Linked DNA regions of Bombyx mori: region 2 is linked to region 1. The links are chromatin contacts, called in public Hi-C maps. All regions are on one chromosome and are shown on one strand. The core of a region is the stretch at or near the end of the contact, and the rest is flanking DNA. Distances in the headings are between cores, read along the strand shown. Region 1 holds the start of LOC101741034 (zinc finger protein 391). Region 2 holds the start of LOC101742130 (VIP36-like protein).

Region 1 (4,369 bases), core at 1,098-3,597:
GTACTCTCACGTTAAGGTCGACACTAGTACTGGAAGAGTGCAGGGTATGAAGCGACGGTCGGGCGCGGTGCACGCCCGCCCGCTTCCTCAGCCTCCGAATCCTCGGAGCTCGCGCGCGGACTGTATTTTACGGGTTCAAACCATAGTTTCCTTTTTTAGTAGTTGCAAAGCTTAGATGATAATAAGAAAAAAATGTCATAATAATATAATGTATATGTACCTTTTCATCGGTGGAGGAAGCGGCAATAGATTTTTAAATTTGTAAAAAAAACTGTTGCAAGGACATACTCAAGCGCGTCAAATATTGATAGCATGAATGTCCTACGTATTTTTAATAGTGTATGTATGTTAATCTGATCGTTTGCATGATGGGTGTGGTCGTAGGTTAGGGGTGAAAATGAAAAATAATAATTATCAAGTGCGTCAGATTTTCTTAGGGGGTCTTAAGTGATTAAATAATAATCTGACGATTTCGATGTGACGCAAACTCGCGGCCATTATAATATGAAAAATTTTTATCGCTATTTTGAAATACTCAAGCGCGTCAGATTAAGATATAGGTATCTATCTAAGGCTCATCTTTATATCATAGCCACTGAGCAAGTAATCACTACGTTATATCCTAGCTGACGATTATTTACAGGGATTCGTATAATGCCGGCCACTCACATGCGCGCGAACATTCGTACAATGTACAAGGAAAGGAACAGACATTCATTCGCAAACTTAGCGGCTACGGCTGTGCAAATGAGTTCGGTATTCAATTTGCGAACCCATTTGCGCTTCCTCTTACACTTGTTTACGAATGTCTCACGAATTTCATTTGTTTTTTAATTCGTCAATAGAACATTGAAGAGAAAAAGAGTTTTTAACTCTTTCCCAGGCGTCATTAACGGCCATTCTGTTTTTATGGGATTTCTTTTGAGGGTTCCATATGGGCGATTCATTTTGCAGGAGTTCAATGAACTCCATCACCTTGGTTTGTTCCAATCCATGATGAAAGTACGCTATACAGTAGATGTCACGAACTATGAAAATGGCGAAACGTCCGTTACCTTCGCAATCGTGGGCACAACTGGTCACACGAGTGTGTGGGAGACTACGCGAAGGATCGCGGTTCTCGCGCTTTGATGTCCATTAAAAAACCGACACAGCTTGGAAAACCACGAATGCAGCGAAAACTTGCATAATCATTTGCAAATGTCGTCCTACAGTTGTGGGTTTGCGTATTCGTGCGAATGTGAGTGACCAGTATAACAGTAGTAGTTTTATTTTTTTCAAATGGAAAGGCAAAGGTATCATACCATACCGTCTAATCTTTTATATATATATTTTATGAAATATGATATTATGAAATGAAATGAAGTTGATTAATTTGGGATATTAACCAACTGGGATGAAATAAATGAAATGAGTTGAGATGATATGGGATGAAATATAATCTCAGTAAAATGATGTTAATTTACTGAGATTTTTTCAGTGGAATTTTTGGAGGATCCCCAGAAATTACGTCCAGCCTCTTTGTTTCATTTTTCCACACTTGTGCACTTAATAGGTATTAAACAGTTAATAAACCACCGTTATTACACATTTAAAACTGAAGAAACACTAAATAGACAAAATAAAACAATTCACACAACTTCACTCCTCGCGTTCCCGCCAAAAGGTCCCGGATTCATATTATATAACATTCATATCGCTTTGTTAAATGGAAAAGCTCAGGCACTAGCATGCAAATAAAGAAGTTTATGTTTTTAAGTAAAATCCTTATATTTGCAAGAAAATAATTTAAAAAAACATGGTCTAAAAAATGCGGAGAGGGCTATATATAATAGACATGTCTAAATTCCCCTCTCCTGCGTCATGACGCAGCTGCACACATTCAACTTTATCGACGAATTTTTCTTATTTCGGCTTTGGAAATCGTCAGATTATATATTTTTCGTTATCCTTGAATTATTTCCTCCAAAATAAAAAATAAAAATTGGGCCACGCTCGAGAATGTCCAAATGACGTTTTTCTTACAACTTTGTAGCAAATGGATATGGTCTTACTAGATTAAAAGTATTACTAGAAAAGTGGTACTAGATTAAAAGTACTAAATAAAATGTGGGAAAATGAAACAAAGCAGCTATACGTAGCTTCTCGGAATCCTCAAAAAATCCCGCTGAAAAAGTCTCAGTAAATAACCACCATTTTACTGAGATTATATTTCAACCCTTAACATCTTATCTCATTTCATCTCAGATGATTAATGTCTCAAATTAATCGTCTTCATTTCATTTCACATTACAAAATAAGACTTCACCTAAAGGTCTTAGTTACCAGGTCATCAAATTCTATAAAAAAAATAAAAAACAGTATTATTTTATTAGAGTATTGAAGTTTTCGTTACATATTTTGTAAGCTTCATTAAATAAAAATGGATTGGCAATCAACGTGTCGTGTATGTCTAGAAAGTGGAGAAGCCGTTTCTCTATTTGATTTAGATGAAAACGACCAACAGTTCAGTGAAAAATACAAATTTTGCTGCAGCATAGAGGTTTGTAAGTCATGAAAGATTATTACTGCTAATGGCCACACTGTATTTTGTATTAAAAATGTTGCTACTTTACTTAATTGTATTTGTTTTGAAAATCTCGACGTTTGTAACAAACATTCTAGATTAACGAAGACGATCTATTACCTACGTTAATATGCTTAAATTGTGTGGACAAGTTAATAAATGCATATGAATTCAAGCAACAATGTCTTACATCGAACCAAATGCTTCAAGAGTGCGTAGAGGAGTACAAAAAGTCTGTAGATTCTGCAGAAGAGAACATGAAAGGTAAGATAATTGCGATCCTAAATAAAATTTGATGATGCCATTTTTAAGACAGCATGTAGGTAAGTTAAGCCTATCAACCTTATTTAATGAACAAAGCAACCCATCTCTATAAAGGTTTAACAAAAACATGCAATTCTTGCCACGCTGTCACCTCTTAGGCCGATACTTAAACTTCAGCTTAAAGTGCAATATTATTATGTTACAGATGAGTTAGATGATCTAAGCACAAAACAAGAGAATGGTATCCTGTATCAATATGAACTACCGATAGAACAGGACAGTGATGGCCAGTGGACTCGGACACTAGTGAAGACTCCCAGTAGTTCAGTTGTGACCAAAGCCTTGGGTCCAAGAAAGAGAGGGCGACCAAGGAAATATCCTAATGAACAAGGACAAATTGGTAAGTAAATGTAATTTAGACACAAGTAAGGAATATTTAGATAAAAATATGTTTTTTTTTTTTTATTGCCTTTGTAGGCAGACGGGCATACGGCCCACCTGATGGTGAGTGGTTACCGTCGCCCATGGACTTCAGCAATGCCAGGGGCAGAGCCAAGCCGCTGCCTACTGTAAACAATACACAACTTTGTAAATGAACTGAAGTTAATAAACCTAAATAAAAATATTTCCATCACTAAATTAACCACTTGAGTGCTGAATATATTTTTAATAATGTGCCTTAAGTGCTGAGGCTAAAATTAAGAACTAATTTTTTTTTATGTATAAAGTACAATTTTAATTACAATAATACGAACTAGTCAAAATATGTACATGTACTGAAAACTCTCAATTTAATCAGTGCTGCATTGCAATGTTCAATTATTCATTGAATCCTTATTGTGCTCCATAGCACCATATTTATGCAACATGAATAGCTTATTAATTAGTGTGAAAACATATCTGTAATGAAAAAGATGGTAAATGTATTATATTATCAGTATTTTTTATTTCTACTAAAATTGTTTGCTCTGCCGCGGGCCGCAAAATATCGTCCACTGGCTGCAGTTTGATGACCATGGGGTTAGGGTGTATACTTATGGCTTAGTTACTTATGGCTTAGTAGTTAATATAAGAACAAAAAAATATAAATACTCTTTATACGAGCAAGTTACAGTTTTGTCATTACTGTTATGGTCTTGTTATTTATATCTACTATAATAATAATAATTACTGTACATAGTGTCTCACTTTAATATCTTATCTAGTTTCCTTCATTCTGCCCCTTTATTTTGAAGAGTAAGGGGTATGTAAGCCCAGGCAGGTTAGTGTCACTAAAAAATATGGCACACTTGTTAATCCAATAAAACAGAAATATGTTTCAATGTTGGAGATAAACCTCGCATTCAGGTGTTTTTGATAATCACAGACTGAAGAATGCCATAAACTTATGTTTTCACCTATTAGGAATCCTTATATTAAAGGTTGCAATGAGGCCTTTACAATATTTTCAGCGAATACAAAACAATTATTTTATAGATGTTTCACCGTATCAGCGGAAGAAACCCAAACCACATAATCCTGAACCTGAGGCAATAACAA
Region 2 (4,369 bases), core at 1,070-3,569, 380 kb before region 1:
TACCGATAAGAGTACATTTCGTGGCACTGCATGCGTAGGTATAAGCATTCTAATTATTTTTGGAGCTGCTAAGCAGCAATGTATTCAAGTTTAAAGTATACAATTGAAACTTAGACTTTGTGTTTCAAGGTGGGTGGTAGCATCAAATATCTGTAGGCTCCTGTAACTGATTAACACCAGGTGGGTTGTGAGATCATACACCCATTTAAACTTTAAAATTGTTTGACTTGACTGTTTCTTTTTATTGCCCTTGTAGCCTGAAGATCATTTAGCCCACCTGATGTTGGTTATTGTCGCTCATGGACATCAGCAGTGCCAGGGCAGAGCCAATACGCAGCCTATAGTTTTGAATTGACTGTATTGATGCATGAAGGTAGCAATTGATAAAATATATTATTTTGTAACACTATTACTTATATATAGTACTTTTGCAAATACCATATTTCATTGCATTACTCACATTATGAGCACCATTGTGGTTGCTGTATGTGTCGAGTATGATTGCTAAGCCATTGAAGTAGTCCTTACTGCCAAATACAGGGCCACTTTCCATTCTCTCTTTGACATACCATATTGCAAATCCATCACCAAATAGCTCTTTTCCTCGACCATGCACTTTGAATTGCACCTGCAGTTCCCAATTTCTAGTGTTACAGGGCTGCGAAAACAATAAAAAGTGATTTAAGCAAAAGTTTTGTTTCAAAATTATTCTGAACCAATAATTATAGGTTACATTATAACATTGGGTTATGTTCTTTATCTTAGTATATATATGTATATATATTTCTGTGCGTGTGCTTGTCAATAAACTCCTAAGCAGCTGGACTGATTTTAATGAAATTTTCTGTGTACCTTAAGGTGGATCCAAGAATGGTTTAGATTTACAAATCAGCCCGGCACATGATGCTGCAGTCAGTGTCTAGGTTATTTATCTTTTTTAGAAATAATTTATATAGCAAAACAACATTTGCTGGGCCAGCTAGTGATATGTAAAATGCCACATTGTTTAAATTATTCTGGAAATTGTAGCCAAAATATTCTTAAGGTGTAGAGTACTAGTGCGGGTACTTATTATCATTTTCATAAAAAAAGAGACCTGCCTGGTGTGAGTGCTTAATAATATACACAAATCACTGTACTAACAATTACTCAATATTTGTAATTAAGCTTGCAATTCAGTTCATTAAATAATAAAACAAGGTATGCCTTAGAATTATGGGTAAGAAAGCTGATTAATTAAAATGATATTTTTTTAGAAGTATATAATAAATGCACGCATATTAACTACAAATATTTTTACTGTTTAGCATTTTCATATTCATTTCAACATTGACTCATTGTTTGTTTTATTCTGAATACTACTCGCTCCTAGTTCTGTATTAATTATAGATCTCTTTGTTCCATTTTATGATTAAGATTTATAATAATTAATAGACATGACTGGCAACATTGTACCGCTGTGTTCAACTTTATTTTGCTGTGTTATTTACGTTACCGAAAAGAGCTACTGTTTTCTTCAAAGAATATAAAATTGTTTTTTATGGCAAATCATTTAAGAAATATGCGTAATAATCTTTGAAAAATTCACTGAAACTTTTGATAATTTATTAACGTTCTAAAATTTCACCAGTGAAGAAAAATTACTTAATTTAGAAGCGGTAATTAAATTAGTGTCATTATTGTTAATTAATTAGTTTGTGTTGGTATATCTCATGTTTTTATTACAGGCTTATCGCTCATTGTGTGTTTGTAGTGCCTAGGTAACAATGTAGGTAGAACTTACAACAGTATTCCATAGAGCACCAGCTTTTGATTGCAAATCGGGTGTTAGACGCACATAATTCGAGGTTACAATTGTACTACCTAAAAAATCCCAATATGGCAAGGACATTCCACTACCTGAAACGAAATAATTGAGTATTATTATATTATATTGACTCGCTTTTCAAGATCAAAGTGAGGTTGATGTCGGCAACCGAGGTCACTCACCTTGATAGGGTTTTGTCAGTGAATGCTCTCTTCTTATGTAGTCCCTTGTATTCCATTCTGCAAATATTGGGTTGAGAAATAACGTAGCGCAAAGGATTTGCACCCAGCTTATTCTCTGATGAATCATTGTTGAAAAGTCCAACTTCATCTTAGACAACGAAGAATGATGACAAATGTTAATGATACACTGCACACGCCAAATCGGACAATACTTCAGTGGACAAATCGTTGGAGAGCATAGATAATACACATAATGTTTAATTTTGTGTTGGAGAGTAGTAGAGACTAGAGAGTAGTACATCTAGTGTTGCCAATGAGACATCACACTCATGAGTAACGCGTTCAGTGTGCTTAGTGCGAGTTTTTGAAGTGAAACTTCCTTATCGGCGTTGGAAAAAAATTTACCGTCACATTTTTCGGTTACGCGTCACATTTTTCCGTTACGCGCCATCTGTTTTGTATTCATGTCTATGATAATAAAATCCTTTTGTTTAAACTTTATCTAATTTAACTTTTTTGTATTCATGTCTATGATAATAAAATCCTTTTGTTTAAACTTTATCTAATTTAACTTTATTTAACCAATTTCTAGAAAGTTGCATGTAGATCATTTTTCGAAAAATAAGGCCATAAACAAGTTTCACTTCTTACGTGTGTACACTAGTACACGCACACATTTTTTTTAACGTTCTCGATAGCGTAATAGTTAACTCAAATTTGTATGGAGTTGCAACGTTTGCCTACATTTACCGTTAAATGGGCGCTGTTCCAACTGCAAAACGAAATTGGAAGTGGATTGATCATATTATTATATCTGTTTATGATCTAACATTATTTGCTGTCGATCGAGATTAGTTTTTACAAATTAAAAATGAATATGTTCGTAAAAAGGCCGTTTGTCTGGTTTGGAGAGCTAAGTTTTATATTAATTTGCAAGGAAGATAAAGGTATTTTATATTATATCACAGATGGTAAATTAACCCCATCGATATTTTCTAGTCAGTCATCAAACGTCAATACAATCTCGAATGTGGTTGATCTACACAAAAATAATAGCAAATAAAGTATGATTAAATGAAGCGTATGTATTCTACTAATAAATAATACATATGCAGTGAATCCTAGAAACGCCAATCCTTAATTCATACTTTTGGTTTTATTCCGTTTACTTAGATTTTATTTATCATTTCTAAAAATTGTTCCAATATTAGATTTAGAACAAAGTCAATCTCACAAAATACCAAAAAAAAATTAAATCAAGCTTAATTAAGTTAAAAAGCAATGCATTTTAATTATCAAGAAGAATTGTAAAAGTTTTGAATCTGTTTCAACGCTCACCATGTTATATCTTTATATAATCGGTAGATTGACTTTTTCGGCAGGTTGGGGGTGATTAATCGCTTAGTATCCGTTAAAATGAGTACGTAAAGTGTGGGAAATGAAAAAATTGGCCGCAAGCGGTTTCTGGGATGCTTCTAAGAACCTTTCATTGAAATTTAGTAAATTCCTCTCATGTGAATGCTATATTGGTATATTTCATATAATAAGGTATCACTGCATTCCATTTAATTTCATTCTGTAATAATAATAGTTTTAGAGAAATCAATTTAATTTCTATCCGGCCCATTTTAATTTTCATAATCATTTTGCAAACTTTTAACAAGAAATTATTGACACACTGGTGAAAATATGGCTAAACGTGCCTAAATGACAAATGCCTAGAACATCACAATACTACTATTATCATCTGTAATATTTTGTGATAACTGTGTGATTACTACTAATGGAATTATTTCTCAAAAAACATCCACTTTTTAAATTCAACGCTGGCAACAATTACAACGGAAATTGTAATGATGAAAATGCAGACCGTACGCAGATAATATCCAAATGTTCCAAAATTTCCATGAACCAACTGTTAATTATTATCTCTTTGAATAGGTACTGTACAAATTACTCACAAAGTAAGTTAATCATTTTGTACACTTATCAACAGCGTACTACAATGAACATATATTTGGCTTATTAGTTCCACAAATAAAAGAAATAAGTCAATTGTCATAGTAGATAATTAAAAAAATTTACTATTATAACTTTGATTTAATCATAAAGAAATGCCTACATTTAAGTTTAAACACTAAAAATTTAAATGATGAAAATGACTATGTCTTAGATATATCTCATCAGATACAAGATGGCGCTGTACAACGTGACGCCTCAGTTGTTAGTGTTGAATGAATACATAGATTACACACAAATTTGAAGTTTTTTTCGTTTCTGACTTGAGTTGCGTGTGTACTCATGCAGTCTATTCTAAAATTCATAGATGTCGCTTGAATATAAAAAAATTAGGCTGTCTACATAGTACTAGTGTTTCGAG

What was found. A called contact is a pair of places that touch in the nucleus more often than the background predicts.
Region 2: a Hi-C map of posterior silk gland shows a contact between it and region 1, with 2.0 times the contacts expected there. The contact joins the promoter of LOC101742130 here to the promoter of LOC101741034 in region 1. A contact is called at or near these places in 2 of 7 Hi-C or Micro-C datasets (posterior silk gland and whole pupa).

The regions. Positions count from the first base shown.
Region 1 is chr26:3,985,904-3,990,272 of ASM3026992v2, reverse strand. It overlaps LOC101741034 (zinc finger protein 391), which reads left to right and starts at 2,347. Exons shown (of 12, transcript XM_012696199.4): 1 at 2,347-2,542; 2 at 2,665-2,830; 3 at 3,036-3,230; 4 at 4,307-4,369. The coding sequence starts at 2,423.
Region 2 is chr26:4,370,475-4,374,843 of ASM3026992v2, reverse strand. It overlaps LOC101742130 (VIP36-like protein), which reads right to left and starts at 2,319. Exons shown (of 6, transcript XM_004933008.5): 1 at 1,990-2,319; 2 at 1,784-1,899; 3 at 461-658. The coding sequence starts at 2,290.